4 separate regions of the Mus musculus genome follow, and regions 2, 3 and 4 are each linked to region 1. Evidence: chromatin contacts called from public Hi-C, HiChIP or PLAC-seq and Micro-C data. All regions are on one chromosome and are shown on one strand. Each heading gives the region's core, a stretch centred on a gene start, on an enhancer-like site or on the middle of the called end of the contact. The rest is flanking DNA. Distances are from core to core; before and after follow the strand shown. Region 1 holds the start of Ess2 (ess-2 splicing factor). Region 2 holds the start of Snap29 (synaptosomal-associated protein 29). Region 3 holds the start of Dgcr8 (DGCR8, microprocessor complex subunit). Region 4 has its middle 19 kb from the start of 4933432I09Rik.

Region 1 (6,573 bases), core at 1,318-3,817:
AGAGAGAGAGAGAGAGAGAGAGAGAGAGAGAGAGAGCGCGCCTGAGCCTGGGCTCAGGCTGGGAAAGTGTGTGAGGGAAGGAGGTTGCAGATCCATTCACCTACACCTCCATTGAAGCCTACCACCTAGCCCTTCCAAAGTTCTTTGGATGATGGATCCTTGGGGCCTGAGCTGTCCTGGTCTCCCTCCTCCTCAGGTCTGGTTCAAGAACCGCCGGGCAAAGTGGCGACACCAAAAGCGTGCTTCCTCATCGAGGCTCCTGCCTGGGACTAAGAAAACTCCCAAGGAGAGTTGTTGATGCTGTCCGGAGTTTATCTGGCTTTATGAAGTAGAGCACAAGGAAGGAGGAGGGGGACAGACCTACCTGAACAGGAACTAACGCTGCCAGCACTGGCAGCCAGGGGATCCAAAGCCGCCTTCTCACCCATGAAGGGAGGGCATGTGGGGCAGGAACCAGAGACCTCCTGCAGGTCAAGTGCAGACACAGAGCAGGTCAACTTCCTCAGCCACCCTCAGCACCTAGAGAAGCCCTAGCTCCATGCAGGACGAAGAGCCTAACTCCCCACCTCATGCCTGTCACCAAGACTGGCCTCTTCTCTGTCCTTCCACCTTCTTATGCAAGGCAGTGGTGTCTGCTCAGCCCTGGGCGTACTCTGTCCTCACAGGCCCTGCACTTTAGGGCCCTGGTGTCATGACCTGTGGAAGAAGAAGGTTGTAGTTGGTAGTTTCCAGATTCCTGCATCTGCTCCTTCACCTCAGCCTTGAGCTGATGCCAAGAAATAAACGAGATCTTCAAAGACCACAGAACAGTCCAGGATTTCAAGTCCCTGTGTCTCAGGCTTTGTTTCCACACCAACTGAGGGACTGGCTCCATTGTCCCTTTCCAGAGAGTTTGGGGGTGGGGTGTGGATCAACATGTGTTGCAGAGCACAGCTCAACAAGTACCCAGTCCCAGTACCATGTCTCCCTCGTCAGAATTAAAGCCGGTAGATGGTGGCAAGGCCTCCTGGGGATCTGGGCCTCTAGGCACTACCAACCAGCTTCACAGATGGGGGGAATCTTTGGCTGTGTGTGTGGATGTATGTGTGTGAGTGCATAGCTGTGTGTGTTGCCTGTATATATACATGTACATCACATGTTTGCCTGGTGCCCATGGAGATCAGAAGAGGATATTTGAATCCCTGAAAGTAGAGTTATGGATAGTTGTGTGTCACTGTGTGGGTGCTGGGAACTGAACCTAGATCCTCGAGAAGAGCAACAAATGCTTGTAACGGATGAGCCATCTCTTCTGCCCCCTCCATACTCTTCTTGGTGTATCTTTTCCATCCTTAGGCTACAGTTCCCACCTCTATGTCTCCAGTCCAGGCCTGTCCCCTGAGGTATTTGTCAGTCTGTACCTCTGACAACACCTGGAAGCCCACAGGCTTGCGGCAGGCACCATATATACAACAGGCCATTTTCCCATTCACTGTCCTGCTAAAGGCACGTTAAATCATAGAGTTCTTGATCATTAATTGCTATTATTACCGGATCATACCCAGTCCAGCCGATTTCACCTTTAAACATATCAATAACCCCCCAGAAACTAGCTCGTGTGCAGCTTCAGGCGCACCAACCTCATGAAAGCTGCATTCCCTTGCATGGTAACCATTGCAGCTTTCTCTGGTTTTCACCTGAGCTCACTTAAAATAATGTTTCTTGACAGGACTCCAAAGATACTGTGCAGCCTGGCTCTCCCCCTCTGGTGTCATCTCCTTCTTTAGCGCACTGTGTGACTAAAGGTCTGTTTTGGCATTTGCCTTGCTCCACCCCGCTGCTGGGCCTTCCCATTGCCTGATGCCCATCCATTCATCTTTTCCATCTACAACCATGTTCTGCCTGGGGAAATGCCACTTGACATGTCCTGTGTAGCAGTTGAGATTCTCTGAGTGCAGACTTATTGCAGGTCACAGTTGTAACTTTACACACTGGCAGCATGATTTAACATTTTTCTACTGTATGGTCAACTCTATGGATGCAGGGACATGGTCATAAAGTCCCCAGTGACTCACAATGAAGGACAAGATCATTGGAAAAGCAAAATTGTAATGAATCATTCTGGGCTAGAGCTTCTCCCACCTAATTCATGATCTCCCTTAGGAAGAAAGTTCCACTAATGCTTTCAGTGAGAAGCCCATCCTGGCAGACAGGGAACTAATAAATCCAACCAGAGATTTAAGACCCTTTTGTTCTTTCTTTTCATTTAAATTTTGTTAGATAAGTATACGGGAAGAATTGTCTTAGTGTTCTTTTTCTGAGTTTGGAAGTCATAACCAAATTTTTTGAAGTATTTAAAAATGTCTTTGAAGCATCTGCATTTTTTTTTTTTTTTAAAGAATTGGAACTTTTAACAGAGGGACTGTGGCGTCAGTCACTCTACAGCTCCCCCTAGTGATCATAGTCTAGATGGGCATGAGCAACGCGGGTGGGGATAAAAGACTACAACTTTCTTAAGATCCGGCGCTCCCAGTGACATCATTGGAGCGCCGGCTTTGTTACAAAAATACTGCTTCTCCATTGGCTGGCTGTTGGAGCGGTGCAGACGCCGCCCGAGCGATTCTGGGATAGCGATGGGGACGCCCGGGACCTCGGCGGGTGCTCTGTTTCTGTCCTCCGCGTCCGCGCCCTCAAGGAAGCGCGCGGCTGGGGAGGCTGGAGAGGCCGGAGTTGCGAGAAGCAGGCAGCGGGTCCTGGATGAAGAAGAGTACATCGAGGTACCAGCTCAGTGCGAGCGCTGGCGACTTCCGGGCCCCTCCCCCTATTCGCGTTCCTGTCCAGTCCTTTGAATTTTTTCTGGTCCTGGCACTCTCAGCCGCCCTTGGAAGTGGAACAACTGTTTTTGGGTTGGAAAGCATTGAGAACCAAGAAAACAATGCAGAAGTGGGCATCCAGTTTTCTGTTGAGAGTCAAGGAAATAGTTTCTTGTATAGGTAGAATTTTGACACGTTTTTCGAGAGATGGTGAAGACGACTTTTTGGAAGGCTGTAAAGTGTCAAAGGCTGGGGGTCCCGGAATTAGACAGTGGAACTGGCTTCGTCATTGAGTGAGTGGGTCTCAGTTGCTCCTCGAGTTAAGGGTCCAACTGCAAACACGCTGGAGGACAGACCGACATAGGGTTGGTTTTAGACTGGTTAGATTTAGGATGCTTCTGGGATATGCTGCCTTGTACCATTGCCGTGCAGCTGACTGTACAGACTTTCAGCTTCACAGCAAGGGCGGGCTGGATCTGAAATCTTGAGGACTTTTTCTTGTGGTGGCGATAGTGGCGACTGGCTTTCAAGAGAAAGGTTTAGATTGAAATACAAATTCATGGGTGGGTGGAGGATGACAATATCCACATTAGTCTGGCTGGTGTTATAGATGGAGCCAGCAAAGAGAAAGATCAGTTAGTGAGGGATTTCATGGGCTTCAAGAGATTGTTCAGTAGTTAACTGGTACATCAGAGCTATGTGGGATGACAGCCTTACTAGAAAAGACAGTTCTAAACCTATCTTGTAGATGACAGTTGTCCAGCTAGGCAGAAGGGAAAGGTCTAAGGGGTGGAACATGGACAGTGGTGGATTGTGCGTCAGGACTCCCAGATGACAACTCTGGCCTTTGTTCTGATTGCTCATGGCAGGGACTTCAGACAGTTATCCAGAGAGACTTCTTCCCTGATGTGGAGAAGCTACAGGCACAGAAGGAGTACCTGGAGGCCGAGGAAAACGGAGATTTGGAGCGCATGCGCCAGATTGCCATCAAGTTTGGCTCTGCCCTGGGCAAGATATCTCGGGAACCTCCACCACCCTGTAAGAGGACGGGTGCTGCTTTAGAGGGCTTAGGGAAAGTCTGTTATCACGTAAGGCTCACTCTAATTTCTGATTTGCTTCTCTCAGATGTTACTCCAGCCACCTTTGAAACTCCTGAGGTACACCCAGGCTCTGCTGTGCTGGGCAACAAGCCCCGGCCCCAGGGCCGAGACCTAGATGATGGTGAGTGAACTCCCTCTTTTAGTCTCATAGTCAAGACTACTTGGGAATTGTATTCTTGTGAATTTTCTTTTTTTTTTTTTTTTTTTTTTTTTTTTTTTTTTTGGTTTTTCGAGACAGGGTTTCTCTGTGTAGCCCTGGCTGTCCTGGAACTCACTCTGTAGACCCAGGCTGGCCTTGAACTCAGAAATCCGCCTGCCTCTGCCTCCCGAGTGCTGGGATTAAAGGCGTGCGCCACCACGCCCGGCTCTTGTGAATTTTCTTAGGGTCACATAAGTATCCACTTTTGGGATCAGAGACACTGGTCTGGGAGGCAGAAGAGCAGAGGCCAGCTCCCGGGTGTGGAGGTACTGTGTTCTCTGCCTCTGGCCTGTCTCTAGAAAGAGAGCCCAGTACCGTCCCAGTCTGTGTTCAGTGTTCCAGCCTTGTGAGCTTTGTCTCCTGAAAATGCCTTAGGCTCCTCTACCTTCTTTCTTCCAAGGCAGTCACTTGTGTCTCTCCCTTCAGGTCGGTATTCAATTGTTAACTGTTTGGGCTTAGAGGCGGAAGCTAATCTGGACACTGGGTTCTTGAACTTTTGTGTAATGTTGGAGCCACCTGGGCCTCTGTTTCTCACCGAGTGCCTTTAGTTTTCTGATTTGTTTGTTTTGTTGAGACCAGAGAGTCTCACTGTGTTTCCCTCACTGTTCAGTGGGTGGGGGGTGAGTGGGTGCAGGGGGAGCATTTCTGTTTCTTGCCTCTCACCCTAATTACTACCTGGTGAGCCCTCCCAGAGAGTAGGGCCTAGGTCTTGCCTCCACATTTAGAGTATCATGTGGTATACCATTAAGACACACATGTAGAACAGATGAGTGTTTGTTTTCGACATGTTTCCATACCAAGTATGAGATGTATCTTAAGGTTAGGAGGAACTCTATAAATCTATTTATATGTGAGCGTTGCCACTAAGGGACTTGTCTGGGTCTGTAGTAGAATGTATCACTAGACATAGACAAAGGCGTTTCTGTGCCAGGCTCTAGTGGACAGCATACTGTACTAGAGCGAGTGTGCAGCATGCTCACACAAACGTGTTTTCTCAACAGCCCAGCCTTTCCTGCCAGGGACATGCTATGGTGGTAGTTCTTCTTGGAGCTTGACCCTTAATTGAACTACAGCAGAGAAATAGGACAATTTGAAGGTGTTTTCTTTTTATACATATATTTTACCAGTAGCCTTGGCTGGCCTGGAGATTGCTCTGTAGATCAGGCTAACCTCGAACTCAAATAGCCCATCTGTTTTTGCCTCCTGAGTGCTGGGATTAAAAGCATGCTCCACCACCACCTGGCCCAAGGTTACCCTTTTCTAACCTCAGGACTTGAACTTAGAACCACTGTGTTAGGCATTGGCTGGTGGTCAAGACTGCTAGTAGAACAGATGAGAAACCTCCCCTTCACACAGCCCCCTGAAACTTGCAGTGCTGCATCTTCAAGAGTATCACTTTCCTCGGTAGCAGGGATCAAGGTGGTATGGTTAGCTTTTTGGCCCAGGGACTGTGTGGTGCTCCGTGGAGCCCTGGGCCATATGGGCTCCTGCCTTAGGGATTAACTGTCATACCCTGAGGCATTTGTGGCCACCACTCATCCATAATATCAGTCAGAAAGGAAAGGGAAAGATAATTCCAGGAGGAAAGAAGAGCTCATGGGACTGTAGAGGTAGATCCTACAGGATTAATACACTTTGGGCAGAGGAAGAGCCTACTAAACTGTCGTCATGTATCTGACCCTGCCCCTTCATGAGTCAACCCGATCCCAGACTTCTCTTGGCAACTAGCAGATCAATAGAACTGGCCAGTTGGCCATGGTTGCCACCTGGGTTTATCTGAACAGTCGGAATTAGTCTGTCACCTAGCAGGAGCTGGGGTTGTAGCCCTTATGAAGTGGGACGGTCTTCCTCAGCCCTGCAGTGCTAATCATGCAGTGTGTGTTTCCCTACTTGTGACCTCTTAGCAGGAGAGGCTGGAGAGGAAGAGGAGAAGGAGCCACTGCCCAGCCTGGATGTCTTCTTGAGCCAGTACACAAGTGAGGACAATGCCTCCTTCCAGGAGATCATGGAGGTGGCCAAGGAAAAAAGCCATGCACGGCACGCGTGGCTCTACCAGGCTGAGGAGGAATTTGAGAAGGTAGCCCTGGAGCTTGAAAACAAAGGCACCTTCTTTTGGGATGGAGTCCCAGGGCCACAGGTACAGGATCTGGGTGCCTCTCTGACCCTGCTTTCCCCCCATGTCACTATAGCGACAGAAAGATAATCTTGAACTCCCATCGGCAGAGCATCAAGCCATTGAGAGCAGTCAGGCTGGAGTGGAGACCTGGAAGTACAAGGCCAAGAACTCTCTCATGTACTATCCCGAGGGTGAGTGAACAAGGCAGAAGACAAGGCCTATAGTGGTCTGTCTTGTTACCTTTGAGCCAGGTTGGGGTTGGGGCAATCTGTGACGCTTTTGGGACATTGTGGTCTTCCCTACTGCTTTGTTGAGGGTTTGTGAGCTAAGGTGGCTCTACTCTGCCTTGCCAGGGGTGACTTAGCTCAG
Region 2 (6,573 bases), core at 2,120-4,619, 510 kb after region 1:
TTAAGGAGTATATATATAACAGGGAGTCCCAAGGGTGGGTGGGGTAAATGCCTCAGTTGAAGAGAGCAGCTAGTCTAGGCAGCTGGAGTAACTGAAGGGAAGTGGAACTGTGTGTCAAGCACAGAAGGGTGTGGGTAGGACCCATGAGACCCAGCAGGAAATACCCAGCAAATGATGTGGAGCCCCACAGATCACAATGCAATCTACAACTAAGGCATCCTGGAACATCAGGTAGGCCTCATAATGAGTTTGAAATTAAACTTAGCTATGAACTGATAAGTACATGGATGTCAATCTGGGGTCAGCGCACTAAACTCAGAACTCTGAAATTAATTATCTTAGACTGGGGATTAAGCAGTGGGGTAGCACAGACATGGGATCCCAGTACTCCAGAGCTGAACTCAGGAGGATCAGCAAGATGGAGGTGAGCCTGGGCAAATACTATTTCACAAAGGAAAAGAGAGGAAAAAATAAGAAAGGAAGAAAGAAAGAAAGAAAGAGAGAAAGAGAGAGAGAGAGAAACAGAGAGAGAACGAAATTTCTCATTATCTCTTTCAAGGTAATACACACTCACACTAACAGATTCTAGCTTGGATAGCCAAGTAAACATGGAGCTTGCTGGGTTCTGTGTGAGCCAGAGATTGCCCTGATGTGGAGTGCATTCAGAAACAGAAATTGGACGCATTAGAGTCACCATGAACAACTCTGGAGGAGCAGGTCTGGTTGGGAAGCCCTTACTGGGAATGCTGCTCCCACCAGCTTTCTAGAAAACAAGAGTACATCTATGGCAATGGATTTAGTCACTCGAACTGGGGAAAACCTGAGGAGTTTGCCTTGCCACTCCTCCAGGTTATGAGGGATGCCGTCTGTCTCTCTGACCTCTCTGAACTGAATGCCCAGTGTGGCTTCAGTGGCAGACACTGGAAAGATGTAAGGATGAGTAGGCCTCCGAGGAGCGTGTGCTAGGCAAGGCAGCTGAGCACGTTATGTGTCAGTATTACCAAACATCAGTTCCTTTCCACTGTGTTGGTGCAAAGTCAATTGAAACCCTAGTCTACTGTTCGTTGCTGGGCTCTGCTGAACTGAGAAATCAGGCTCCAGAGAAGATCATTGTAGTATGCTATACTGCTCTAGGAGGGGCAGAGTATCCTAGGAAGGGGAGTGGCTTTGGCCAGGTGGTGATGTTCATGTAGGAAGCAAATATTATGATATTCATTATTAGGAGGCTTGCTGCATAAACAGGTCATCCATCTAATGGCATATAATATGACCATTAGCCTATTCCCCGGCTCCAAACCACCCCTCATTGTATTTAACTATGAAAGAACCTTCAATACTACTAAATAATATACAGGCCAATATGTAAAGAACACCTCACTTTAAAGTTAAAAAAGAATAAAAGTGCTTGGTGTGGTGGCTTGAACCTCGGCACTCCCAGGCTGAGTTTAAGGTTAGCCTAGTCTACATAAAGTTGGAGAACAGTCAGAATTACATATTGATACGATTGAGAGAAAAAAAATAGGTTCTCTTTTGGGGCTGGAGAGATGGCTCAGCAGGTCAGAGTGCTTTCTGTTCTTCAAGAGGACCTACCTGCATTGGCATCTGGTGAATGTCTATGACCTCAGCCCTCTGGAGGCTGAAGAAAGAGGATCTTGAGTTCGAGGCCAATCTGGATTACTATGGGCTACATTGTGAGAACTTATCACTTATCTCAATACAAAGTGACCTGTTCACCAAGACCTGTAGGACTCCAATTGATCTGGAGTGGAACATTAAGAATCCAGTACACAGAAGCACAACTTCCTAGAGGCAGAACATACATTAGCCGTCAGGGAGACAACAACAGGGAAGGTAGGAGAAGGTAAAATACCAAACAGTGGCAATAGAAAACAACAGAGATCTGTCCAAGTCCCAGAGGAGAACACTTGCCAAAGATCAGAGATGAAGACTGGTAAAGAAAGACAGTATTTTGTTTCAACTATTACATTTCAAAACTGTAAAATACTTAAGATTATTCTTGGCTGATATATCAGTAATTTCTTCTTCTGCCAAAACAACTATTTTGCCAGTAGACTTAGGGGCAATCTGGTGTCTTGGAATAATCTTTATTTTATGCTGGAGAAGATGGTACATGCCTGAAATCCCAGTATCAGAAAGATTGAGACCAAGAATTCTAAGTTCCAGACCAGCCTGGGCTTCATTGGTAGGCTGTCCACCAAGCCGAACTCCTCAAAAAGAAAAGGTCTTAAAGAAGTTTCAGAAGACCATTTCTGTTCCCAGCACCCATCTGTCAACTCCAGCTCCAAGGGATTCCCTGGTGCCCTCTTCCGGCTTCAGGGGACACCCTTAAACTGTGCATATGCAAATACAGGTAAATTAAAGGAAAGCAAAGTTCCTAGTTGCTGAAATTTTCTATGGATGGAAAGAGCTGTCACAATAACACACGGTCTACAAAGGTAAGAGTCGACTCAATTCAGGATCTGGTTTCCTGAGCAGGAGCCCAGGCGAGGGGACTTAAATATTCCCATTAGAAAGGTGAAAAGTGGTCAAGGATGTGAGAAGAAGAACACAGGCTCCCTTTGCGTCAGTACTTCAGGCACCACCTGGCACTTGAAGCATACACAGTTCACACTTTAACTGGGCCACTAGAGAGGAACAGCTTGAGGCTTCTGCCTAACAAGTTATATGTAAATGAAACAGACACTACTTCCCAAATACAGGCCGCACTTTGGCATTTTTACTCTCACACAGAACATTATTTGGAGTTTACTTTTTAACTAGACATGAGGGCAGGGCAGCGAGGGAGAAATTAACCTCGCAGAATAATAGATAAGGAAGCTTCCAGAGGTAAACATCAGGTGATCCTGATACATAATTCTTTACACTATGTCCATGAACTTACGGTAGGCAATTAGAAAAATACCAAAAGATCGTAAACAAAATATTTCTTCATCCCGTTTTTATAACGCATTGATTGGCCGGTTTAGCTCAGTTCTGCCCCAGGCTCACCTCGGAAGAGGCGACTCCGATCTTCTCCGATTCATACATGAGAGACAAGGACCTGCTGGTACTGGCAGCGGTAGCCTCGGCCCTGCGCAACACCTCCTGTCTCAGGTACTGCTGCCTGTCAATGGGCGCGTCGGGGCCGTCAGGCAGGTCGCGGACGTCCTTCCACGGCGCGGGCCGGGTGTCTTCCTCTTCCACGTCATCGTCGAAAGGATTATAGCTTTTAGGATAGCCAGACATGGTGCGGGAGACGGCCTGCACCTAGGAAGCAGGAGGGGTTGCTGAGCGAGGAGTCGATAGCCCAGCGCCGGCGGGCGGATTCACTGTGGACGCCGCGCGCACTACTTCCGCCAGCACTGCGCTAGAGCCCCGCCTCCAGAGCCAACCCGGCGGCGGAGCGGCAGAGGGGGACCAGGCCCCACCCAGTGCGGGGGAGGGGAGAGGGGAGGAGTCAGGTGGTCAGGTGGCCGGGAAGTCGGCCGCCTCTGCGCCTGCGCAGTAAGGACCGGTGGTGGCGAGCCCAGAGCTGTGAACCCAGCCGCCTGCGCCGGGGCGTGCGCTGTGATGGCGGCTGCTGGGGCCCGGGGAGGAGGCGGCGGTGGCGGCGGCGGCGGCGGCGGCGGCTCGGGGTCCAGCTCTGGCTCCAGCACCTCTCGAGGCTTTTATTTCAACACAGTACTTTCACTGGCCCGCTCCCTGGCTGTGCAGAGACCAGCATCCTTGGAGAAGGTAACCCTGCGTACTGACAGGAGGAGGGGCCTGAGGTGGCGAAGCGGCGGGACGCTGCTGGGTCTGAGAAGGCTACTTGCGACTAGAGAGGGGCTCCTGAATAGAGGTGGCAGCGATGTAGGGAGGTCGGTGGGAGAGGGTTCTGGTGAAGAGAGGAGTCGGGAAGTCGACAGGACGCTGGGAGGTCTGGTACCGGTGGGAGTGGGAGGGCAGTGAGCTGTGGGCGGGCGGACTACCGCTGTGACATCTCAGGCGCGGGGGTTGTGGCAGCATCGTGACTGCCTGTGAGGCGTGGTAGGATGAGCCAAGGACCAAGAGTCCAATCCGGGCTTTTGGTCCCGATTTTTTGTTTTCATTCAATGACCTTGGAGAGGTGTCTTTCTCATGAAATGGGACGCCCTCCTCCCCTACACACTTTTTGCCCTTCTCACTGGATTGTGGAGAAGGACAGCTATGCAAATCGTATTATTATTTAAGAGATGGTAGCGTTAGACTGGATCAAAAGATGATGAGTTTCGAGAAGATGCAGTGGCAGGAATATGCAGTGGACTGTTAGTAGACAGAGAACTAAATTCAGGATTGCTTCAGAAGAGAAAGACACGCCAGTCCTTATCTTGGAAGATAAAAGATATGCTTGGACCTGGGATAAGAGGTGAACTGGGTGGGTGGTGAAGGGTAGAACCCCAGGATTAAGGAGGCTAACCGCTTTCTTTTAGGGGAAAAAAAAAACCCAAAAACCAAACAACAACAAAAGGATGTTGTGATAGGAAGAAGACAGATTTTAGTCAGAGCTGACTAAATTTACAATTTCTGTGTGCAGTCTTGAGGAAGAAACTTGCATGCTAACAGCCTATTTGCTTATCTATAAAACCTGTGAAGCTTTGATGAGTTTACATATTAAGGCCAGGCACAACGTGGATGAACAATAATAGTCAGCTGCTTTTCGCCCAGGAATGTGTAAATAGACTCAGCACAGTATGTTAGCACTGAAGGGAGGGGGCTGTCTGTCCATTCAACTTTCTGAAAGATGGAAAGAACCTGGGTGACATGTGCACCTGCGCGCTGATGGGTAAAAGTGGAAAGGCAGAGTGACCTGGTCTTTGACCTTGTAAGTTTTCAAACTTGATTGTATCACCTACCTGCAAGGTGAACAGGTTCTGGAAGATCTAATGCCAACCCGACTTCTGGCTAAAGAATGAATACAGACTGGACATGGTAGCATGCACCTGTAGTCCATGCTACTCAGGAACAGCCCAGTATCCGCAGAGGTGCTGAGGAGTTGTTGTTCACTCAGGGAGTTGGTATCTCAGTACTCATGTCTGGCAGCTTAGGACTGCTTGAATGTTTGAAGGTAACTCCAGTTTTAGGGCATCAGAAAGTCCTCTTGTGGTGTCCATGGGCACTTGCATGCATGAGCACATACAAGCACAAATAAATAATAACAACATCTTAAGAAGATTTATTTATTTATTATATAATTATGCTGTAGCTGTTTGCAGACACACCAGAAAAGGGCATCAGATCTCATTATGGATGGTTGTGAGCCACTATGTGGTTGCTGGGATTTGAACTCAGCACCTTTGGAAGAGCAGTCAGTATTTTTAAGTGCTGAGTCATCTCTCCATCCCCCAACATTTTTAAATTAAAAAATAAAAGATGGTTTAGGACTTGTGGTGCAACTTAGGCAACATATCAAGATCCTGACTCAAGCAGGGAAAGACAGCAGTGTGTGTGTGTGTGTGTGTGTGTGTGTAAGACTATGAGTTTGAATGGTAAGACCATCTAAATTTACATTCCCTTATTACTTGTATTTTTAAACTTCTTTTTTGTTTTATGTGTATGAGTGTTTTGCCTGCATATGTGTTCTGTACACCATATGTGTCAGTGCTTGCAGAGGTCAGAAGAAGGCATCATTGGATCCCTTGGAATTGGAATCATGTGAACAACCACATCGATGCAGGGAATCAAATCTGAGTCCTCTGGAAGAGCAGCCAGTGTTCCTAACAGCTGAGCTATCTGTCCAGCCCCTCATCTTTGTTTGTTTGTTTGTTCGTTTGTTATATACTATAATGGGCATGTGGAGGTCACAGGACAAACTTGCAGGTAACAGTTCTCTCCTCCCACCATGTGGGTTGTCAGGCTTGACTGCATGTGCCTTCATGAACTGAGCAAACACCCCTTCTTCCCCCCATCCTTTTGGTGGAGACAGGATCTCACAATATAGCTTTTCTAGAATTCCTGAGTAGACTAAGCTAGCCTTTAACTCACAGAGCTCCACCTGCTTGCTTCCCAAGTGCTGGGGTTGAAGGTGAGTGCCATTACACAAGTACAACTGGACAGGTCAGTTCCACGTGTTGATTTTCTCTTGCAAAAACCAAAAACCAAACCACAGAACAGGTCTTGGTAGGGGTGTTAGGAAGATCAATAAAAAGATATGAATAAAAACCATCCTAGGATGAGCTTGAGAAATATTTCAGCAGTTAAGAGCTCTTGCTGCTCTCCAAGAGGATCCAGGTTCAAGTCTCAGTACCCACATGGTAGTTCACAATGGTCTGTAACCCCAGTTCTAGGGATCTGATGCCCTCTTCTGTTCTTCATGGGTACTGCATGCACATGATATACAGATCCACACATAAGCAAAACACTAATGCACATAAAATAAAAATAATACACCTTAAAGCAACAACAACAATTTATTACATTTATTTAGAGAAGTGGGAATTGGCGGGGCAGAACTCATGGAAACTGTTTTGCCACCTACCATGTGGGTTCTGAACTCAGGTCTTCAGGCTTGGTGACAAGTGTCTTGGTACAATGGCCCCTGGTTATCTTGTCAAT
Region 3 (6,573 bases), core at 1,453-3,952, 380 kb before region 1:
CTCTTAACCTCTGAGGCATCTCTCTAGCTCCTTTATTTCTACTCTTAAATGCATTTAAATTCCACTTAAAGCTGACTGCTCACTTATTATCTTTAGTTTTATTGCTTGGAGTTCTAGATTAGCATGCAGAAAAAAATCAGCAATACTGAATGATCCTCACTGAGGGAAATATAAAGCCAAGATATCTTTAGTCAGAATTCTATTTACAAATGCTTACAATTTGCACTATCTTAATTGTCAATCAGAAAATCAACTCTGGGGGCTAGGGAGATGGTTTCGATCATCTTACAGAGGACCCAGGTTCTGTTCTCAGTACCTACATGGTGGTTTGCAATCATTGCAATTCCAGTTCCAGGGGATTCAATTTCCTCTTCTGACTACTGTGGCCATCTAGTACACATACATATTTGTAGGCAAAAAATAGTAAGACTGACTGGAGTATCAAATAGTAGCTTTTTTCCCATATTTTCCCTCCTTCCTTGGATCTATTTCCCATTCTTGAAATCTAAAGCCTATCTGTGCTTGCTGGGAATCTGTATCTCCAAAAGTTTGGTGCTGACTTCAACATTCATTCCCATGTTAGTTCTTCCCAGTGTGCATTCAGCTTTTCCTAAAGGTTTGAAGATACTCAGGACTCTGATGGTTGTCAGGACAAATGGCTGTGGTTCCTAGCATACCAAAGCACCTCTAGGCCCCCAGGCTCACTCAGTACCTGTAGCTTCTCTCAGCTCTTTTCACCCCACCCCTAACCTAAATCTCTTCACCTCATGTCTTCCCTGGATTCCCTTAGCTTCTGATTCCTACAAAAACCTGCCATTTCTGCCATGGACTCTTTGACCTCTCCTCTCTTTGGCACTCCTTCCCTTGAAGGAACACCACCATATTCCAGGATCCCTTAATGCTTATCTGTAAGCACATAGACCTCTGTGCCTCCTACAGCTGGTGGCCTTTTCTTTTTTAAAGATTTATTTATTTTATTTATGAGTACACTGTAGCTGTTTTCAGACACACCAGAAGAGGGCATCAGATCCCACTACAGATGGTTGTGAGCCACCATGTGGTTACTGGGAATTGAACTCAGGACCTCTGGAAGAGCAGTCAGTGTTGAGCCATTTCTCCAGGCCAGGCCTTTCTTTTTTCTTTTCTTTCTTTCTTTCTTTTTTTTTTTTTTTTAAAGACAGGGTTTCTCTGGTAGCCCTGGCTGTCCTGGAACTCACTCTGTAGGACCAAGCTGGCTTCAAACTCAGAAATCCGCCTGCTTCTGCCTCCCAAGTGCTGGGATTAAAGGTGTGGGCCACCACTGACCGGCCATTTGCAATTTCTAAGAATTTTGGGGAGAAACTTTTCTATTTTGTTAAAATAGATACAATTGGGGCTGGAGAGATGGCTCAGTGGTTAAGAGCACCTACTACTCTTCCAGAGGTTCTGAGTTCAATTCCCAGCAACCACATGGTGGCTCACAACTATCTGTAATGGGATCTGATGCCCTCTTCAGTTGTGTCTGAAGAGAGCAATGGTGTACTAATATAAATAAAATATATCTTAAAAAAAAAAATAGATACAATCTCCCCAACCTTAGGGATATAACTCAGTGCTTTTAGCATTAACACAAGTGTGCTGAGACCGTGAGTTCTTCAACATGTTACCCTTTAGTCGTGTTTTTAGCATCCACTTTTCATGTCCAGCAGCAATTACTGAAGTGTTTGCCTAACGGCAGACAGTTTTCTATAAAATTTTTATTACACTTATTGACTTGAATCAGAACCTAAAGGAAAGCTAAACTATTTGAGGTTCTGGATAGTATAAATATAACTTATCCCCACCTTAGTCCCGGGCTTATAGCAATGAAGTAATGGTTTGTGGGTTCGGGATTTGAAGGGCTCAGGAACAGACCTGGCTAACTTCATTTTGTTTCTGAGTCACTTCTGTCCTAAAGAATTTTCCTAAGTCTCATACTGCTACCACGGGTGTCAGATGAGTCTGGAACTGCTTAAGTTTCTTTATGGTCTTTGGCACTGACACAAGTCTGCAAGGCCTACCTAAGGTCCACCCCAAACTAAAAGGACCCCCAATCGGCTCTGCTTCTCCTTCCTTTTTTGACACGGAGGATGCTGTAAGCACAGCGAACATTTTTAGTCATCAGATCTTTGTCCTTCCTGGTGTGATGATATTGCGAGTAAAACTCCTTTCCTATCCTCCGCATCGCGCATCTTATCCGTTGACTTTCTAGGATGGGTGTACCTCCAACATTGTCCTTGGGACGACCCAGAGCCGGAGGTCCATTGTCATTCGCAAACTCAAAAGTGACTATTGAGCTCAACAGAGGCCAGCTCATAGATGAGCTCCCAGCGTCCCTCGCACTCCCGCGCTCCCCGGCTCCCGGCAGCCTCTACGCGCCTCTCTCCCGGCGCGCCCCGCGGCCGCAACTCAGCCCCACCCGGAGCGACAGCCGTTAGAAGTGCCAGGCTTGCGGCTGGTCCCGCCCATCCCGGTCTCCATAGCGCCTCGCAATTGGGCCGCGCGCGCCTCGCGCTGCCGATTGGCGGCCGCCTCAGCCCGCTCCCGGCTCCCCCAATGCGCGGAGGCCGTGCGCCGTGATTGGTAGCCCTCCGCCAAGGCCCGCCTTCCGCTCGCCCGCGCGGCAGCGGGTCTCAAGAGCCGAGCGCTTTGCAAGGGCCTTCGCGGGTTGTGGCGGCGCCGGGGTCGGTGAGGGTCGACCGGCTGTGGTCGGGCTGCGGGCGGCTCGGGCAGGTCGCGGGCGCCACAGGTAGGTGCGGGGCGCGATGGGCGCCCCGCGGGCGGCGGGCGCTGCGGCCTGGAGAGGCTGCGCCCTTTCCTTCCCTCCTTCCACCCCCACCCCTCCCGGGCGAGGCCACAGGCCGGGGCTCGGGGCGGGGCGCGGCGCGCTAGGCGGGCTGGGCCACGCGGAGTCGCGGCCTTTGTGCAGTGGGGGCCGGGCCCGGAGCCCAGGCATCATGAACGTAGGGTGCTGTCTGCCTGGTAACGAAGCCCCCTGGGCGGTGGGCCCGAAGCCATTGCCTCGCCTTCTGGCGGGAGAGGTGTGGGCAGGGACACCTCAACGCCCCGAACTCCGCCTGTTTTGTTTGGAAAAAGCCAAGAAACCGCCCAAGTCTCCACCAAATTACCCGTGGATGAAGTGTCATGTAGCTTATCAGAATGTGGTTTTACAGTAACAATGAACGTTGTAGAAATAAATGGCAAGTGGCAACCTGTTGACAGCGATACATGTCAAGTAGTATCATCCAGTGGATTTGGGTTGCTGATGGTAGGAATTTGATTTGCCATCTTGCATGCTTGCATGTACCTTATTGCCAGATGCAGAGATGTCCTGTGTTGGGTTGTTGACTCTTGTATGCCAATCACTATTAGGGTGCCCACTCTCTGCTGGCTCAAACTAGACTCCCAGCCTTGGAAGTGGCTCAGTTCCCACTGTAATCCATCACTAACCGAAGATAGTGAAAGGCTGGCCCAGCTAGTGTGGCCTTTCAGTTTAGAATAGGATTTGCGGGGTGACAAAGGAATTGATGAGGTCATACTGCCTTTGGGTTGAGCGGGAGGCTGCAGCTGTAGCACTGGCCATCCGTTCAGCAAGTAGGAGTTGTTCACATGTTTTGGGTAAGCCCTGTGCCAGGGTCCAGGGGAGCCAGCAGTGGGTCTGACTTGCTCACAGTCTAATTGGCAAATCAAAATCTGCATCCATAGGTCCAGTCAGCTGAAGAATAGTGAGGTTTACAGGCAGGAGGGCTACCCTTTGAGCTGTGTTGCCAAACATGTGGAGCAGGCAGTTCACAGTGGCTGTCTGAATTTTACCTTGTGAGAAACATGATTTTGACTGGTTTGCCCAGTTTGGCCTTCTCTTGTCATCATTCCCCTCCCATGTGATCCTATGTACTTTTCACATCAGTTTCCTTTGACATCTTCCATGACTCCCATCTCCAGTACTGTCTGTCCTCCCTTCTGATCTCCAATCTCCTGCTTCTAGTTGTCTATTCCACTTTAACACCAAATAGGTTGATTCACTCCAAGAGATAACCACAGTCCGTGCCAGAACAATCCTTATGCCTGTCTAAAGTCACCTTGGTGCCTCTCATAGGCCTGCATGTATCTCCTAAGAAGCCTTGCCACCTGTTTACAACACCAGACCATTTCCCAGAAACTGTAACCTAAAGTCCCTGTCCAAGCTATCTGGTGAGCTTTTAAACTCTTCTAATTTGATCCCTACTCTTACTCTCTTAGGTTTTCTGGACACAGAGTGATTCATTAAATTGTAAGGTGTTATAAAACTGAGGTAGTGCAGACTTAGGCCTGCTTGTTTGAGTGGCAAAGCAGCTGTACCACTTCCTAGCTTTGTAACCTTGAGCAAATTGTTTAACCTTTCTGTCAGAGTACTGAGTGAATTGCATAAAATCCTTAGAGCAGGACCTGTGTGAGGTTTAGCTGCCATTGTTACCCATGGATCAGTGATACCACTGTTTTGATCCCTTCTGTGCAGTATCCTGCTACTCAAGATAAAAATGTAAAAAACTGAATACTTGTTGCCCAGGTCAGTTTCACTCAGCATACTATCTCTAGCGTGGCCACACCATGGCTCTGCCCCAGGGTCTTTGCTTTTCCTTTAAGTATCTTCTACAGTGACCCTCCTTTTTACTCTTGTTAACCATCTGGCTCCATCTATTTCATCCTTGGGTGGGCACTGGCTGTAGAACCTTGTGTAATCTTTTAGAAGCTGCTTTCTAGATTTTTATCTTGCTTTGTTTTAGCAGAATATTTGTCAGCATGTGACATCATAGATACGTTTCTTGTTATTATCCATCTCACACTAATATGCTCTGTGGGGGAAGTGTAATTGCTCTGTGGGGCAAATGTTTTATCTGCTTTGTGCTTAACACATATACATGGTGTGTATGCCTTATGGGGCATTCAGCAAATAGTTGATTAATGAATTGAGTAAGCTTTCAGAGGGAAGGTAAGAAACTTACCTTAGCCTGCTGCTGAGTTCCAGAGCTGGACAATTTGCCTGCTTCTGCAAGATGTGTACTTTCCTTTTCCAGGGCCTCAGGGTCCCCACCTATGATATATATTTCTTTAAAGCTTTTCCTGCTTTAACACTTATTAATGTCTTCACTTATTGCCTTCATCTGTAGTTCCTCACTGGCCCACTGCTTTTAACATACAGTATGCTTCCCTATCCTCTACCACTCTTGTCTCCAATCCCTGCCTACTTGAGTGTTCTTACCATTAGCATATCCTACCTCAGATACCACAGATTTGACTTGCTGTGATCTCTGTACACCTAACAGGCACTGTCCTGATCTTATTTGAGGTCTGTTAGGATTAAGCATGCTGATGATTTTGTCCTCTGCAGTGGTCCTTGGTTGCCAGGAAACTTTGATCTCCCTCCTGGCTTCTTAGTTATTGCTCTCTTCTCAGTCATTCATAAGCACCTTTGATGGGAACACCTTTGGAGAGGTGTTTTGTTAAATTTCCATTGAATTAAAAACTGTTAGGCCACTGCCAGTTATAAGACATAAAGTCATAGTATAGACTTCCGGCTGTATCTAGGCCTTGGGGTTAATTATCTCTTGTTTTTGGTAGCACCTCTCAGAGTAGACTGTAAGTGAGTTTTTAAATGGTTTAATTTAACCTAAACAAGCCTCTGGCTTTTATGTACCTTCAGCAAGGCATAACCACCCCACTCAACCCTTTTATTGTAAGCTGCTTATATAGTTGATGTTTTCTGTCCTCTTGTCCTTTCTGGAGTCCAATATGAGTTATTGTAGGGGTAACCAAGCTGTCACCCATGGGCATGGTTGTATGTATGTATGTATATCTGCACCTGTAACTGTGTGCATGGCATGTGCATGTTTCTGTGCATGATGTGGGAGTGTGCATGTGTGTGTTCGTGTGCATGTGTTTCTGCCAATAACATTTTTTTCTGTGGATCTTTTGGTTTTGTGGCCAGCCTTCTGCTGATCTGCCTGCCCTGTGTGTCATCCCTCTTTGCAAGCATCCTCTGTAGCAGAGCTTCCTAGCATTACATCCTTCCCTCTCTGCTCTTTCCCTCTGGTGGTTTTGCTGCTTTACTTCCATGTGGTCTCCTCCCCTAGACCTCTTCAGGGCTCCAGAGTTATGGCCTGCCTGAGCACTGTGAGACAGGGCTACCTACAGCTCCTTCTCTTCTTCTCCCCAGGGTGCTAGAGTGTGTCTGCAGAGAAGCTTTCTCTTCACCTTTTTTTTCTGCTTTCCACCCCCATAGGGTCTGCAAGCATAGACCATTCCGTGACACTTTCTTTTTGTCTCCAGAGCTGCTTCCACATCTTTGTTTTGGAGAATTGTCCCAACATCTGGTGCAGTCCTATACCTGGTATAGCTGTGAGTCTTCTTTATAAGGAGAGTCACTTCCCTATTGATAGCTCACTATTCTTAGCCTGGAGCCAGGCTCCAAATGGCACCCAGAACCCTTTCTACCTTGGCTCTACCTTTCTCCTATGTTGTCCCACCTACCCCTTCCCCAATACTAGCAGGCTCCCTTCCCAACAGACACCCTTCCTC
Region 4 (6,573 bases), core at 1,446-3,945, 280 kb before region 1:
ATTCCCGTGGTTTTGTCCTCACAGGCTGAGATGTGGCAGCAGAGGGTGATCTGTTTAAAGATACTGCAGAGTCACTGACAGGGCAAGGCTGAGTGTCCACTGTGATGAGGGGCCCTAGTCAGCCTTGGTCACTTGGCTGCAGGGTCGAGAGTCACTGACTCACCTGTAGGACCTCAAGCTGGGTCCCTAGGAAGCTCCCAGCTCTATCCTTGTCCTCTGTGCACAGGAATGGCCGAACCCAAGGACACCTTGACGGTGGGGACTTCAGCGTCAGAGGCAGGAGCTACTGGGGTCAATCATGTTTCCTCACTTCTCAGAGGCCTTGCTCCCCAGCTCAGCTCCGGAGCTGGAGACCCTGTGGGGATCTGAAAGGAGGAACCTTTGTTTTCACTGCTGTCCAGGCCTGAGGCTCCCAAGCTTTGCAACTCTGAGGGCAGGTGCTAGAGAGGTCAAAAGCAGGAGCAGGAGCAGGAGTGGGCTGAACATTCTCTAAAAGAGCTCTGGACCCTGTAGGCCTCCATATGGTCCTAAGAGTGAAGCGCACGGGAGTCCTGGGGACAGCCTGCTGGCCTCTCTTAGTGTGGTTTCCTCCAAAATGACCCTGGTGTGAGGCTGAATATGAGCGCTTGTCTGAGCATGGTGACACTGGGAACAAGGGTAGGGTAGAGTAGGGTAGGGTAGATGGAGCTGTGGGAATGACTGGGTAGGGCATTGTGGGCCGCTTGGAGTTTGGCTCTTGATTTCTACCTCTGCATATGGCTGCACATGTTCACTAGTGACCTCCAAATGACTGGGGAGGGTTGGGGGGGGGCTCATAGTGCCTGTCATACCAGGAGCTGAGGGGGTGGCAGGATTAAGGATCTCTGGTTTAGGGGCCTCGCCCAAGCAGGGTGTGGGCCTGGGCAGTGCTGAATCCAGGGTGTGATTTTATCCCAGGAGTGGGAGCTGTTGGTGAGAAGAGTGAGCAGCGCTTCCCTCCTGGACATGGCCTCTGTGTGGATCCCCACCAGGGGATGGAGCCTGTTGGTAGTGCTCCCTGGCTAGCTCCGTTAGAAACACTTTTATGGGCTGTTAATTGTTATGCTCCCGTTTAATTCTGGGTGTCATTGCATGTCAGCCAAGCCCGACAGGCTGGGATTTATGCCTTGAAATTATGGGGCTTGGGTTGTTCAGAGGTAAAACAATTACCCATCAATCAGCCACCAATCGGCCTGAGTTAGGCCTGGCAGCCCTGTTAGCAAGTGTGGGTATCCACAGCCCTGAGAAGACCTTCAAGAAGAAGAACTGACTTTGAGAACAAGGTAGGCTGGGCAGGGTCCTGCCCCAGTAAGCTTGTCTGTCAGGACTCAACTCTAAGAAGGTGGCCCTGCTATGTTCTAACTGTTGGGATCAGTGACTTAGCCTCCCACTCATATGTTGTGACTGTGATCCCAGGGATGCTGATGGTAACCAGCTCAAAGATGCTGCAGAGTTGCAGAGAGGGAGAGGTGATGTGCCCAGTATGCTGAGGGGCCCTGGCTCGCTTCTGTCAGTCTTCTGCCAGCTCTGGGGTGTCACAAGGAAGACACAAGTACAAAGGGAGTGCTGGGGCTGCCAGCTGCGGGGACTATACCACCAGAGCCCCAATACCTTCCTATGGGTACAGAGGCAGATGAGGCCCTGCTAAAAGTGGGGAGGTAGTCCACAGTAGGGCATTGCCAGGAACAGCCTTTGATAAAAGTTCTGCACTTGCTCGGACCTTATTGGAGGTGCTGGAGTCCCCAAGAGGCACAGGGGAAGAGGGGACTCTGAGCAAAAGACCAAGAAGCCTCCATCTTCCTTGCTGCACTCCAGCCACAGCAGGAACAGGGCCCAGCACCTGCTCTGCAGACCCAGGTCTCCTCTCCATCAGTTCACATCCTCAGGTATTATCTTGCTACCCAGCAGTACCTGCTCTACCATCTATACCTGCCCCAGCTGCCCCTGCCCATCTCACCTCCCCAGCTGCCCTACCTGCCCCAGCTGCCCCTGCCCATCTCACCTCCCCAGCTGCCCTACCTGCCCCAGCTGCCCCTGCCCATCTCACCTCCCCAGCTGCCCCAGCTGCCCCTGCCCATCTTACCTCCCCACCTGCTCCAGCTGCCCCAGCTGCCCCTGCCCATCTCACCCCCCCCCCTTGATTTGCCCCAGCTGATGATATCACCGGGCACAATATGACTGTTAATTACTGAACTGGATGGCACTCTCCACGTGGGCTGGAGTAAACGTGAATTCCTCCCAGGCTTATGTCCTCCTGGGGTCATGTACTGGCAGGGGTCATATTCCTGGGACATGTGTACTAGGACCCAAGTGAGTCTCCTGCACAGTGTCCTCCTCACAGGCAGACTCCATTTAGCAGCAGAGCCTCCTACATTTTGTATTGAAATATTTTAACAGGAGAAAAAAGTCTTGTTTTCATTTCCTCAGTCACATGCTAATTGGCCCGCGCTGCTATGAGCAATTACCACAATCTAGGACTGGCTTCAGTCTATTCTAACTTCCTTGAAAGTCAAGGAGCTGTGACACCCGTGAGTCATTCACACTTCATCTTCCAGTCACTGTCTTTGCTTCCCCACCCTGAATGCCAACCTGCTGGTGGGTGAGGCCCTCCAGGGAACTGTGGAGCTGTGGGCGGGGCTTGGCCTCACCCACGTTTTCTTTCAATAGACTTGCCTGGGCCCATGGAGCTGGCTGTTGTCTGCTCTCCCAGTCCCAGCTGGCTGTCCAGGCTGGGCCCAGCAATGTGGTAGGAAATGCTCCCTAAAGCCCATGCTGGGACTCTTGGGGTAGCCGTGGCTTTGATTTTTAGACCGTGCAGACACCTGGGGAGAAGCAGGCTATACAGTCCAACGAGAGTTGCTGGGTGCTGAGGCCCACCCAGGGCTACGGTGGACACCTGTTATGAGAGAGGGAAGGGTGGAGCCTTGCGGGGTTTTGGCCAGAAAAGACTGGAGCTGGCTGGCTGGCAAAGATCAGCTCATTCTCCCCAGGGCAGCCCCAGGACTCCCGTCCACAGCTCTTGCACCCACGCCCAGTCCAGGCCTCATCCTGCCATGCCTGGGTAGCCACACTGGCATTTGGTATCTGGGGAGCTGCTGACAGTGCGTGTTCTGCCTGCTGACAAAGCACTGCTAGCCTATTTGGAAATGTCAGGCTGGCGGGTGGCAAGCCCAGCCAGTACCCGACTCCTGACCATGATGCTGGATGAGCTGCAGCCCCAGCAATGGAGCCAGGCAAGTGCTGAGAGGCACTACTGAGGGTTTGAGCTCTGGGTGGGCTACAGGCTGTGGGAAAGCAGCCCTGGGCTGACCCCGCCTCTGATGGATGAGGGCTCCGAGACACAGCTGCGGTGGACTGGTTGATGTGGAAGAGCAATGGTACACTGGGGACCCTACGGTATCCGAGGGAGGTTTATTGGCATCAGCTGATTTCCCAGGGGTCCTTGCTGGCAGTGGCCACTGTATTCCGAAGAACTGTGTGGGAGGGGAAGGTGTGAAGTGAGCACTGTCTCTGGCCTGCCTGAGCCTGAGCAGAGCTGTGTGACGGGCACATGGTAAACCAGGAAAGCTGGTGGATCTTCAGTGCTGGAAGCTGGCCCAGAAGGATGGGAGACAAACTCTCAGGCTGAGGGGCGCAGCTTTTGTGCTTTCTGGTCCCTTGTGCAAGGGCTGGCCTTTGCAGCCATGTTTTGGCTCTCCTGTCCTGTCTACTGGACACAGGGCTCTGTGACCCTCCATGGCAGTTACTTCCCTGGGTCCGGCAATACAGATACTTTGGGCCCCGATTCCTATGAGGACTGCCACACTGCTGTGCCTAGGCCGTGCCTTGACTTTGTGTGTAAGGACAGACACCTCCCAACTGGGGAATTTCAGTTGGATCTCCTTATAGCACCAGTTCAGGAACAAGGGGTTTCTAGTTGCCACCCCACAGTCTTTCCCACCTCTGTTCCTGTTGGGTCGGGCTCTCTGGAGACAGTCACCACACAGGACTGGACAAACACGTGGGGCAGGAGCCCTGCTGTGACCCTGGAGGCTCCTCCTCTCTTCAGGGGTGAGGTGGGAGTGGGGGTAGGGGGTGGGGGGGGGAGGGTAAGGCAATGTGGGGGGAATGGGAGTTGTGGCTCCAAGGGACACACCAGGGCTGGAGACACAGAGAGGGCTGTGTGTGCCTGTGCATGGGGTACGGTTGGTTTGGATTCCTGGAAACATGGTGTCCTCTGCATACTCTCCAGTTGCTGTGACAAAGTACCTGAGGAGAGCAACTTAAGAAAGAAATGTTTTACCGTGGCTCACAGCTTGAGGGTGCGTTCCCCCACGGCAGGAATGCGCAGGAACTGGAGGTGGCAGGCGGGTCGTCTCTCCCCAGCTAAACTCTCTGGAGCTGCACTTACAGACCCCACAATGCTGTCTCCTGCACGGCTTTATTTTCTATTTAAGACTTTCATATATGCATACACTATATTTGATGATATTTACTTCCATTCCCTGCTCCGACTTTTCCTAAAACCTGCCCCATATCCCCCTCCTGATTTCATGTCCTCTTTGTTTTTATGTATGTATGTATGTATGTATGTATGATGTATTCATGCATGTATGTATGTATGTATGTGTATGCCTGCATGAATGGATGTATTGGTCTCCTCAGAGGCCATCAGATCCCCTGGCACTGGAGTTACAGGTGATTGTGAGCTGCCATGGAGGCTGGTAACTAAATCTGGATCATGGTCTAACACCAGAGCCATCTCTCCAGCCCCCTCTTATAAAAACCTGCAAGGTTATTCTGAATCCAGTCAAGTTGACAGTGAAGTGTCAAGGTGGGTGGTGAGACCACCTCATGAATGGTGGGCCTCCATGAACAGGAGGAGGATGCCTGAGCCCACTCTGGCCACAGGCTGTCTAGGTTTTGAAATGCTTCTGTCCTTCCACTTAGATCCTCACTCTCAGGCTTTGCCTGGAGACAGCTGCCACATCCAAAGGGCACCACATACAAATACTGACCTTACAAGAGGCTTCTGGGTATGGGCTTTTATGGCTACAATGAATGCATGGGTCAGTCCCAGGACCCCTTGGGTAGGTCAGGCTTCAGAACCAGGGGTTAATAGTTTGAGATGTCTGAAGGTTGAATGACCAAGTGCTGGCTGCAGTTAGTGTTCTCCCATGCCCATGGACCCTGAGAGGTGTGTGCATCTCCCTGAGTAACATCCATTCTGCCTAGGAATCAGTTCAGGAGAGGCAAGTCTGTCTTTTAATTAAGGAAGGGCCTTTCGCAAGTCTGAACTTTTATCCTGAGCACTTTCTCCTGGTTGCTGTGCTTGAGATGGGGGGACACCCACCAAGGCACTGACAAGGCCTGCGCTGTTTAAAGGCTGAGCCACGCGGAGCCTATCTCTCCTGTTCAGGCCAGTGGGTGGGCTGGATGTCCTATGGCTTTGCTCAAAACAACAGGAAAACTGCCAGCTGTCATTTGGGTGGGAGTTGTCTTGCTATTGAAGTGAAGCTGGGATTGAGGCCTACTTACTGATGTGGATGGATGAGGCTCCTATAGGTCTATCTGGAAAAAAATCACCAGAAAAGCCTGAGCTTTTCAGTGCTTGTGGCATGTAGGTATAGGTGAGCCTAAGAGATAGATAAGCAGGTAGTGTGGGTGCGTGGTGCTAAGCTAAGCTGTCTCTTTCTCCTATGCTGCACCAGGAGAGCAGGCTGCCTGGGACCTGGAGCCAGGGTAGGTAGTGTGAGTGGGAATCTCTATCCCCAGAACTGAACCCAGAATTCACTGTGACAAGCACTAAGAAGTACAGCTAGGGTCTAAGACGGATGTGATAGGACCTTGCATTTCCTCCTGGTCTCAGAGGATCTAGGCTGCTGGGCATGGGCTTCAGCCTGCAGCAGATGGGGCCTTGTGGGATTTCATGACACCTCTGATCTGTGGTCAAGATTCAGGTATTTCATGTCCATACGTAACAGCACTCACAGGCAGGCTTCTGTAATGCTTCCCCGAGCACATTCTCGGCAAGGATGTTCTCAGCATTGTGTAAGGTGCTGTCCTTGTGAATGAAACTTTGAGGCAGGTCCTCCTCCTTCTCCTTCTCCTCCTCTTCCACCTCCTCCTCCTCCTCCTCCTCCTCCTCTTCCAAGTGTAGCCAAAGTAAAATCCAAGTATGGCCCAGTGGCTCCCAGAACCAACCTGTGAAAAACGCCCAGAGTCAAGGTAGACTCAGAAACCAGATATGACCACATGACCCAGAAACCAGATGTAATTGTGATCCAAAAAGTCAGGTGTCAATCTGGAATGGAGGTATAACCAGGGCTCAGGTCCCAGATCTGAATAGCATCTTGGATTAATGCTTTGACTAGATCCAGAATCAATGTGAAATCAAGACCCAGAAAACAAATATGAACAGGATCCATAAACCTCCAGGATTAAAGTTGTGACTGAACCCAGAATCAAGGTGTATCTAGAATCCAGAATGAAGGTGTGTCTGGGACTCAGGTCACATTTGGAATTAAGGTGTGACTAGAGCCAGAATCTAGTGTCCCGAGCACTCCAGGGTCTGCC

What was found. A called contact is a pair of places that touch in the nucleus more often than the background predicts. HiChIP or PLAC-seq counts read pairs in DNA pulled down with a chosen protein or histone mark.
Region 2: a Hi-C map of natural killer cells shows a contact between it and region 1, with 5 times the contacts expected there. The contact joins the promoter of Snap29 here to the promoter of Ess2 in region 1. A contact is called at or near these places in 3 of 39 promoter capture datasets (erythroid cells, liver and pre-B cells), 4 of 484 Hi-C or Micro-C datasets (CD4 T cells, embryonic stem cells and natural killer cells), 1 of 115 datasets of contacts at active chromatin or transcription factors (memory CD8 T cells) and 2 of 9 other capture datasets (adipose tissue and liver).
Region 3: a Micro-C map of embryonic stem cells shows a contact between it and region 1, with 3 times the contacts expected there. The contact joins the promoter of Dgcr8 here to the promoter of Ess2 in region 1. A contact is called at or near these places in 2 of 39 promoter capture datasets (the C10 cell line and liver), 3 of 484 Hi-C or Micro-C datasets (LSK cells and embryonic stem cells) and 2 of 115 datasets of contacts at active chromatin or transcription factors (bone marrow-derived macrophages and memory CD8 T cells).
Region 4: an H3K4me3 HiChIP or PLAC-seq map of bone marrow-derived macrophages shows a contact between it and region 1, with 2.2 times the contacts expected there. The contact joins the enhancer-like site here to the promoter of Ess2 in region 1. A contact is called at or near these places in 3 of 39 promoter capture datasets (the C10 cell line, neural stem cells and trophoblast stem cells), 1 of 15 datasets of contacts at CTCF or cohesin (the NIH/3T3 cell line), 2 of 484 Hi-C or Micro-C datasets (embryonic fibroblasts and ventral hippocampal neurons) and 15 of 115 datasets of contacts at active chromatin or transcription factors (the NIH/3T3 cell line, SST interneurons, bone marrow-derived macrophages and 9 more).

Annotation. Positions count from the first base shown.
Region 1 is chr16:17,907,342-17,913,914 of GRCm38.p6, reverse strand. It overlaps Ess2 (ess-2 splicing factor), which reads left to right and starts at 2,567. Exons shown (of 10, transcript NM_022408.2): 1 at 2,567-2,753; 2 at 3,659-3,827; 3 at 3,915-4,010; 4 at 5,993-6,165; 5 at 6,278-6,395. The coding sequence starts at 2,610. Gsc2 (goosecoid homebox 2) reads left to right here. Exons shown (of 3, transcript NM_029469.2): 3 at 197-801. The coding sequence ends at 298.
Region 2 is chr16:17,402,796-17,409,368 of GRCm38.p6, reverse strand. It overlaps Snap29 (synaptosomal-associated protein 29), which reads right to left and starts at 3,369. Exons shown (of 5, transcript NM_023348.4): 1 at 3,010-3,369. The coding sequence starts at 3,246. It overlaps Pi4ka (phosphatidylinositol 4-kinase alpha), which reads left to right and starts at 3,504. Exons shown (of 55, transcript NM_001373955.1): 1 at 3,504-3,735. The coding sequence starts at 3,571.
Region 3 is chr16:18,285,297-18,291,869 of GRCm38.p6, reverse strand. It overlaps Dgcr8 (DGCR8, microprocessor complex subunit), which reads left to right and starts at 2,702. Exons shown (of 14, transcript NM_033324.2): 1 at 2,702-2,767.
Region 4 is chr16:18,191,288-18,197,860 of GRCm38.p6, reverse strand. No RefSeq gene overlaps it. Among named protein-coding and RNA genes, the nearest start is that of 4933432I09Rik, 19 kb to the left of the region's middle. Within about 2 kb of position 2,695, at least 123 of the 459 cell types and tissues checked have an H3K27ac peak or open chromatin away from gene starts, as enhancers often do. A contact at or near this core is called in bone marrow-derived macrophages, neural stem cells, pancreatic cancer cells and 2 more, where this site is marked.